2 separate regions of the Sus scrofa genome follow, and region 2 is linked to region 1. A link is a contact called in public HiChIP or PLAC-seq data. All regions are on one chromosome and are shown on one strand. The core of a region is the stretch at or near the end of the contact, and the rest is flanking DNA. Distances in the headings are between cores, read along the strand shown.

Region 1 (4,817 bases), core at 1,119-3,618:
GTGCCCTGATGCTTGCTCTGGCCTCCTGGTCTTCTCTTTTTCTCATGTATATTTCTTGAACTCCTGCCCAAAGCAGCCTGGAAGATCACTCTACTGTGTGTGCAGCTCCAGCAGCATGAGGCAGGCTGTGTGGGCACCTTTGCTCAGCAGAGGGTGCTGTGCGGGCAGCCTCCCTCTCTGCCAGGGATGGCCCTTTCTCAACCATTCCAGAATTACTGCTCCAGAGTTAAGGACTGCAGAGTTGTTTTTCTGAGTTGCCATACAATGTAAACCATTTACTGGATGGCAAATATTTACTTTCAAAATTAGAAGTTAAAATCATTAAAGTTAATTAAACTTACTTTTGAGAATTTAACTTCCTCCTCTTCTTTTAAATTCTTAGGTGGAGTTAAAGATTCAGGTGGTGCCAGGAAAAAGCATGGGGTATTGACTGCCCTCCTTTTATAGCAAGAAGGTGTATTTGCTGCCCTTTACTAACAGCTGAGTCTTCATCCTCATTCAGGCTACCCACAGATCTAGGGTCCCAGGAAGAGGTTGTATGTCCTTTGAGGATTTGGGTGTAGTCTGGCTGAGCAAACTCATAATAGTTCATCCCTCTGGTGTTCAGGAAGATCTTAGTGCAAGGTGGAGTCTAGGTGAGAAGTGCTGGGCTGAATGTTGGTACCAGGGGGGGTAGCTTCATGGCCCACCTCAGTAGTTCCAGGCACATTCTATGCCTTGTCTAGGTGATGAGAGTGTCTGTGGGTGACTGACCGACCCATGACCAACCTATTGTCACTGACAATAAGAAATTGCCCTGGTACAGATACCAAATCCTTATGCCTCAGAAATTGCTCTCCAGTTTTGTTTAGGCCTTGTGAAGCAGCACCTGATGGAGCTGTCTAATGCTTCTTAGCATTTCACCATTATTGCATTTATAATGTTATTCAATTTAAAAATAAATGTATTTTCTACTTTGCAATTCTTATGTTCTCTTTCATTCAGCTGTTTAATAATGTCAAACGCTTAGAACCCAGATTAGAATTTCTTACAATGGTCTCTGATTAAGCCCCAATAAAAGCACAGTCAGGAAAATTCATAATATAAGGCATGCTAACTCTTGGAAGCTCAATTTACATTTTGTAAGTCTTAAACTAATTTGAGGATTATGCCTTAAACTAAAAAGCTTTATGTGTACTTTGGCAAAATATTGACAATAATACATTTTTAAAAAACCCCAAACTTCAGTAGTTTTGGTCATTCATTCATTACTTTGTCTACTTTCAAAAAGTGGGTTGAGACAATGTATCATAATTCTTTAAAACCAAACGCAAAAGAATGAAGACAAAGCAATGAAGAAATGTCTACTTTTTTTTTTAGGTGCACCTGCAGCATGCAGAAATTTCCAGGCCAGGGATCAAACCCATGCCCCAGCAGTGACAATGCCAGATACTTAACCTGTTCTGCCACATGGGAACTCTAAGAAATGTCTGCTTTTAAGTTCAGAAGTTAGTTTCAGGTTTTCCCATAGTCAAAGCAAAATGAGAAGCACATTCAGTTGTATCTCTCTCATAGCTATTATGAATAAGGATATCAGACAAATGTCTTCCTGGAGATAAATTCTAAAAAATATATATTCTAAAAAATATATATTCACTCTCTCTATATATATATTCTAAAAATATATATATTCACTATATATATAAAATATATATTCATTATATATATATAAAGATTCACTATATATATAGTGAATCTTTGGGGATGTTGATCAAGATTGTAGGCATATCTTCAACTAAATAAGATGCTCTTTATTTAGTACAATCTATAAGATTTTTGATTTATAAAAAGAGGGGCATGGTATTAAATTATGGTTTGTTCTATAAAGAGCTACAGCAGTATCTAGATATATGAGTTTCTGTTGAGATGACATGATATAGCTTAGAAATTCAGAAAGAAATACAAGGGCAATAAAAAGTCAAAGTTGCCATAGTCTGTCTTTTTTGAGCATCAACAATCTTCATTGGGTTTTTGTTAGAAACTTACAAAAGGCACTTCAGAATCAAGGTTATTAGAGGGAATATGAACCCCAGGTGTCCTGTGTTATTTGAAATAATATTCATATACACTAGAGAGGTGGCAAGTTGATGTTTTATTATATATTCTGAAGACTGACTTATCTTTTTATCTTGATGATAGACCATTCCAACTCTGCATAAATGAAAAAAATACCTATAAAAATTTTAATAAAGCATCTAGCAGACTTACTGGGACTTAGAAGGCCCTCAATAAGTGTGAGTTCTCTGTTGATAGAGGCAATCTGCCATGGGCCTTGACTCTCCTAGACATTCTTGCTGAGTTGCCAGATTGCAAGGCTTATCCATCTCCTGACACTGGACAGTTTTTATAGCTAGCCAGCCACATAGGCAACTAAGTAGGTCTAAGCGACCACAGTGTGACTACCCTGTAACTACTTGTTCTCCAGGGGTAAGGGGATTAACTAACTTCAAAATACTCATTACTGCTCCTTTTATTTTAAATTCATTTTAAATATGTTGATTTTCTGCTTGCTGCAATGTTTGCTGCTTGATCAAAAAGATCTGGGCTTTAGGCCATGGATTCCTCTCCTGTAAAGCAACCCACTGTGCGGGCAGATATCATTTGGTCTCATCATGTCACTCCTGTTGGACTTGACAGCAAGGGGGATTGAGGCCAATCTGCTGACATTCACGTTGCCCACTGTGCCATGAGTAATAAAGTTCTTTGTCTCTGATCTGGAAATCTTTCGTCTTCTGTCCACAGAATTGTGGTGGACTACCTGGTTAGCTGGCAGGTAGAGGAAAAGCTCAGACTTTACTGTGTTTAACGGTCTTTCCCTAAGTCATCACGTTTAATCTCTGTTCCTCTGCAGCTGCCTCTTTAAGGCAGATTCATTACACTCATTACCTCTAAGAGTGTTTTCTCCAACTGGCAAGTTTACTCTCCCTTTATTTTATTTACAACCACTGTGATTGGGAGTTATATTCTTCAGCTTGAATGAGAATCATGACAGTATAAGAGACTGGGTGGGATCTACAATCCTTAAATATTCCTGTCAAAATTGTATTAGAACTAACAGTAGTCCCAATAGCAATTAATAATATTTTCATCATTGTATATGAAGAAATTAAGACTCAGAGAGATTATACAGCTTCTTCAAGGTCACACAGCCTGTGATAGGCCTGCTGACCCTTAGCCATTATTCTCTTTTTTTTCTTTTTTTTTTTTTTTGTCTTTTTGCCATTTCTTGGGCCACTGCTGCAGCATATGGAGGTTCCCAGGCTAGGGGTCTAATCGGAGCTGCAGCTGCTGGCCTACGCCAGAGCCACAGCAACGCCAGATCCGAGACGCATCTGCAACCGACACCACAGTTCACGGCAATGCCGGATCGTTAACCCACTGAGCAAGGGCAGGGACCGAACCCGCAACCTCATGGTTCCTAGTTGGATTCGTTAACCACTGCGCCACGCCGGGAACTCCCCTTAGCCATTATTCTGTATTATTTCCCCAATAGTAGCTTCCAGTTCAGATTAGTTCTCTCTCTCTCTCTCTCTCTCTCTCTGTGTGTGTGTGTGTACACACACACACACACACACACATATATATATATATATATATATATATGTATATTGTTAACCTCATAGCCCTCCTTGCTGGGGATTAGTAACCTCTTTTTAATCTCAGTTCAGGTCTCATGACTGTTTCTGTCTCATCTTCTCCCTTCTTTGGTTGGCCTGAGTTTGCTTCAGTCTGCTTCAGGCTGGCAGTGAAGACAATTAATGGTAGAACCAAGCAAGTTACAGAGACCCAGATAGTCCTCAGCATTTATTCATAATTAATGGTGAAGATAAAAAGATATTCTTAATCCTACCTCTAAAATACTCATTGCTGCTCTTTTTACTTTTAATTTTTCTTAAAAATCTTTGATTTTTTTGGTCCACTTGTCTTTGAGTCTGCACATCTGTGGAATGTTAAAATTGTTCGGCTGATGGATGAGAGATGAGTCCCTTTATCTGTGATACTGGGAAAAGTTACTGAGCCCTCTATGAGGCAGACGTGGTGTTTGTGGCAGGAAGGACCAGCTTGTCACTGACCCATTTGGAAGGGCACCTCTGACTCTAAATAGAAACAGAATTTTCCTCCATTTTATTTCCTACTTCCCACTTTGAAATAATTTGAAACAGCCACAACTTGGCCAAAGACTCCTGCCTCTAGGGCTTTAGGTCTCCCAGCAGATTTCTCATTACTGTTAAGTTGCAAAAATTTCTTATGACCTGATTGCAAGTTATAAAACCAGCAAAGGAATAATAATGTTGTTAATAGTAATTATAATTATTATACTAACACCACTATTATTTGTCAAATATTGACAGTTCACAAGGCTCAGTACTAAAGTTTATGTATATTATTTCATTTAATCCATTTACCTCAAAAGTGAAGTAGTATTATTATCATCTCCATTTACAGATGAGGATATTGAGGTTTCGGGAGGTCAAGTAGTTTTCCAAGACTGTTCAGCTGGCATGTGATGGAATTCCATCTTAGATTTTTATATGTCAAAGCCTCTCTCCAAACCACCATGTTCTAAAGCAGAGGTTCACAAAGTGTGGTTCCAAGAACAATGGCATCAGCATCACTTGGGAGCTTGTTATTGATGCTCAAGCTGTATCTCCTATCTACCAATAAAAACCCCTAAGAGTGGACCAGCAATATGTTGAAATAAGTCTTCTCAGTTGATTCTTACATATGCCAGTGTTTTACAATCACACTCTAAAGCTTTTCTCTCTCCGTTTGAATAT
Region 2 (4,817 bases), core at 1,017-3,516, 250 kb after region 1:
GGTGAGGAGGTTAATATTTTAATTTGTATTCTTGTCACATCTTAAAGATTTAGATGTCTCTTGTCTGGTCATCATATGTACTCTGCGTTACACAGGGGGTTTCTCTGTGCCTGCTCATATGCAACTTTTGGCTTTAGCAAGGCTGTTGGGCTGGGGGTCAAAGGTCTTTTATTTAGAACATGTTGACAGAGAAGCTGGTGGGGTGATTGGGATCGTTTCTGCAGCAAGGCTCTAGCTGGTCTGGGCCATGATTTCCCTGCATGAGAGAAGTTTGAGTTTGGCTGACTGGCTGACTTATGTGAGAGGCTCTGAGGAAATAAGCTCAGTCAGTGAGAAACTTTCCTCACACATCAGCTTTTCCCTATTTCTTGTGCTTTTCTCAGAGAGTTGTAGGCAGGACAGGAAACAGTGGAATGATGCTTCTTTTTAGGGCAATTGAAAAGAGCAAGGGAAGGAGAAATTTAAATGTTTGTTATATTTTAAGTAAGTAACAATATTATCATACCTCATTAGCATAATTATTTTCATCAGTAGTATCTGTTATGGGGGCAGATGTGCCAGGCTTCTTTCTAGGCACTTTACGTACATGATCTCATTTAATTCTCATAAGCATTCTTCAAGGTGGGTATTCTTATCTCAATATTGTTATTTTTACAGATGAGAAAACTTGCCTCAGAAAGCTTACTCAGCTAGTGTTATGTCCAAGCTAGGCCAGCTCTGTCTGTAGTCCCTGCTAGAGAGTCCAATATGCTGATAAAACTTAACTTGCCCATAACGTGATAATACTCTTTATATATGGATTTCTAAGGACCTCCCTCAAAGACGTTTTATGTTCTGGACTTTTCTCTCTCAAGGACTTCACTTGTCCATAGAGTCATGAGATCACCAGGTGAGTATGATAAAACAGTGAGATAAATGGCTTTTCTAGTATGACTTTGGGACATTGCTGCCATGTAGTTGTGCATTACATTCATTTTAGATACGTGTTTCCAATTTCACAAACACCACTGTGGCCTTAATGGTCACTTTCTTAAATCCTCCGCATTTTCATAACTTTGGATTCTTTGCATGCCCTACCTGGCCAGTGGTGATGCTGCAGACCTTTTAAAGGACTTACACCGTCATTTTGGTCTTTACACTGGACACCCTATCCCCTTCTTGATGCCATTCCAAATGTCTGCCCTGATCTGTAATTACAGACCTCCGTGGGCTCGTCCTAGCCAAGCTCATCCTGAACCTTAGCTTCGTCAGCTCTGCACTCCTGTCCCAGTCTTCTCGCTATTACTCATTTCCCTTGGCGCAATCCTGCTGTTCTCAGCTCTGACTTTATAGCCAGTTAAAGGAGCCTCCACGTTGGTATTACCTTTTCTTACACTTCACCTCTCCTCTGAAATCGCACTTTGATCCTCTGTTTACATGTGTTATTTTCAACTGTATTATCAATAGTGGGTTGAAACTTTAGGTAAATGAAATTTGCCTAAACAGCATAGATGAAATATTAGGTATATACACCAACTATAACATGCACACATAAGTTTGATGAAAGCTCACTAGATACAAAGGGAGTTTATGTGTTCTGCCAAAGTTGTTTAAGTCCTGATATAGTCAACCTCTGCTACGTATAAGAATATCCTGATTAATATGCACAAGGACTTTTAAGCCAAAAGACACTTTCTTAGACCCCCAAAGTTGGAAGAACTGACACAGCATGAAAAGATCTAAAGATCCACATTCAAAAATGTTTTCTGAAGCCCTTTTTCTGAAGCCTTCTTGAATAAGCTTGACTTATTCAAGCTTAATAAGTCACCTTGAAATAATACTTTACATATGCTAATCGCAGCCACCATGAATCACAAGGCAGCAATAGCTAGCCTCATGTTGTACAAGAGCAGTGAAATATTTATTATCTGCAGATTTCAGTTTACATTATTAACCTACTTTTCTGTCATTCCTCAAGAACTTCTCAAATTCTTGGCCTTTCAAATTTTGGAAAGAGCTGTTTTGATCTTACAATACCCATAAAACAAATGCTGCTTTAGCCTCCGCTTTCAGTTTATTCTGCTAATTGAGTGATTAGCGACCACTCAGGACCGTTATGCATAGATCAAAGCACTCAGCCACACACTCCCTATAGCTTTTGAAGTCCCATCAAACAAAATGGTTAGAGGGAGAGTGCTCATTTTCTGGGTAGGTTTAGAGTCGGGTGTTACTGCAACTTTATTCCAGCTCTCCAGTTTCGTTCAGTCACAGCCCTGGGGTATAAACTTGGCAATACAGATAACTGGAAAACTTCCATAGTGGTAGATCAGCCACTCTGGCTTTGCTACTTGCAGGCCACGTGACCCTGAGCAAATTTTTTAGCCTCATGAGTTCTCTGGGCTTTAGTTTCTTCATCTGGTAAGGGAGCGGGTTGAAGAAAATCATCCCATCCAACTCTTAGTTGCTCTTATACTCTTCCGTACATATCTACATGTTGTCAGTACGTTCACAATATTTACACAATGTACACATACCTTTATAGGTACACAGAAGCGGGTGCAGCCCTTTAAATAAACTTGAAAACTCAGAATTAGATCATGGCTCTCACTTAACAGAAATGATTCTTTCCAAAATGATTCATTATGTGATGCATTTAAGTCAGAAGTAGGAAATATGTGACCCTAGACAGATTTATGCACTTAACAATTTTATTTAGCTAATGGGGTAAATATTTCAACTGCTTGCAATTGTGAACACAGTATTTCATCTGCTTGCAATTATGAACACAATTTTTTTTTTTGCCTTAAAAAATTTAGTGGCAGTACCTAAAAGAGGACAGAAAGAGCCTCCATTAATCTGTTTCTCTGCCTTCTTTTAGTTTTATCCTTTTCTCTGTCTTTATCTTTTTTTTTTAATTAAATGGCTGGTATAAATACTTGAAATGTATGTAATGTATAATTTTAATAATTTTTTTTCTGGTTATGAATGTAATATATACTCATTGTGGAGTATTTGGAAAAAATGGAAAAGTTGGCAGAAAGAAGAAAAAAAATCACTTAAATTCCAACAAGGTAATTGCTGTTGACATTTGGGTATATTTCCTAACAGCATTTTTATATAGATGGAGTCATACTGTTTTTGTGTGTGTGCTTGTTTGTTATTTAACATTACAGCCCATAGGGAGTTTTCTGTGATATTTAAAATTCTTGGTAAACATAATTTTTTAGGGTGTTTAGCATTTTGTCACATAGCTATAGCATAATTTACTTAACCACCTTCTTACTGTCAGCCATTTAATTACTTTGAATTTTTCACTGTTATAAATGATGTTTCAGTGAACATTTTGGTGTATGAAGCTTTTCTGTCTCTATTTTACATTATTTCTTCAGATAGACGCCCAGAAATTGAATTACAGGGTCAAAGGTATGAACATGTTTAAGGCTCTTGATCCATAATGCCAAATGGCTTTTCCAATTTTTTTGTAATCAGTTTATACTCCCTATGGCAATATGTAAGAGTGCCTTTTTCTACCATATCATTGGCTACTCCCCTCTTAAAATGAACTAAAAAATCTTTATGATTTGGTGGGTAAAAATTATACTCCACTGCTGGTTAATTTTTATTTCTATAATTACCAGTGATATTGAATAATTTCGTATGTTTGCTAATCATGTATCATTTCTCTTTTGTGAAATTTCTGCTCACATCTATAGTATTTTAAAAATTCTTTGTTATATTTACAAACATAATTTTGTGTCATCAGTATAGAAATCAGAAGACTGAGAACCTGTTTTTCCCTTAAAGTGTCATATTAAGTTGCATATTTTGCTTGTTCTTGGTTGATTTTTTCCCCCCCCATGGGTTGTTAGTTTTCTTAAAATCGTAGTTTTAAATAGCAAGTTGTGATGATATACTTCTGAGTAGACGGCTTAAAATATCTGTGGAATAAACTTAATTTTCTAAGTTTTATGTGTAGCTTTTCAGAAACATGTCTATTAAACAAAGTGAGATGTGCCCATGTATATCTTTTCACAGATTTCCAGGTAGTATATGTGGGGTCTGAAGCCTTCCTAAGTTTTTTTGGGTTTTTTTTTTTTTTTTTTTTTTTTTTTTTTGGCAGTTTTGCATTATTTGGTCATTACTGACAAAGAATTTAATGGGTGTCATCATCTACTATTTTGGTATATTTCCTTCTTTATTTTTATGGGTTATTCCCTTGATTTGAAATCACACATTCTTCACATGGTGCTTTTCATTTGACATCACAATTTTGGGATTTTTAAATGACACCTAAACACTCTTTGGGAAATATACTTTTTAAGGGTTTCTGTTATCCACTCCCAACTCCCACCATCTCTCTTCTGCATTAGTCTCCACCAGCTCAGGAAAAACTGGAAGGCACATTTCTTCGGTGCTTGGCCTTATGATTAGAAATCAATGTGTGTACAGGCCCCATGAATATTTTATTGATAACAGTGGTGAAATAGAGTGTGTTTGCTCTTTTAAAATATGGCAGCTCAGATGTAATTCAAAAGCTGTTCAAAACAACTTAATCATCTTTATTTGTACACAAGCACTTAGATATGGGCCAAGTGCTGGTCCTTGATCATTGTCAATTGAGTTATTTGCATACTGAACAAAGCCCGAAACCAGCAGGGGGTTGGGGTGTTTGTGGTGGGGTCACAGCTCAGCTCTGACTCCAGGCTCTCCTCCTGATGATGTGCCTCTGAGCTTTGAATCCACTAGCTCCATGAAACAGAAAGTACTTTTAGGGTGTCAAGTGAATTCTTTCATAGCAAGTTTTAGGATTCATACTCTCTAAAGCCTCAATGATATGT

What was found. HiChIP or PLAC-seq counts read pairs in DNA pulled down with a chosen protein or histone mark.
Region 2: an H3K27ac HiChIP or PLAC-seq map of skeletal muscle shows a contact between it and region 1. The contact joins two enhancer-like sites. A contact is called at or near these places in 1 of 47 Hi-C or Micro-C datasets (epiblast stem cells) and 1 of 2 datasets of contacts at active chromatin or transcription factors (skeletal muscle).

Annotation. Positions count from the first base shown.
Region 1 is chr5:58,337,288-58,342,104 of Sscrofa11.1, forward strand. No RefSeq gene overlaps it. Among named protein-coding and RNA genes, the nearest start is that of GRIN2B, 140 kb to the right of the region's middle. Within about 2 kb of position 2,369, at least 1 of the 83 cell types and tissues checked has an H3K27ac peak or open chromatin away from gene starts, as enhancers often do. A contact at or near this core is called in skeletal muscle, where this site is marked.
Region 2 is chr5:58,583,670-58,588,486 of Sscrofa11.1, forward strand. All of the region lies in intron 3 of GRIN2B (glutamate receptor ionotropic, NMDA 2B), which reads left to right. Among named protein-coding and RNA genes, the nearest start is that of GRIN2B, 110 kb to the left of the region's middle. Within about 2 kb of position 2,267, at least 2 of the 83 cell types and tissues checked have an H3K27ac peak or open chromatin away from gene starts, as enhancers often do. A contact at or near this core is called in skeletal muscle, where this site is marked.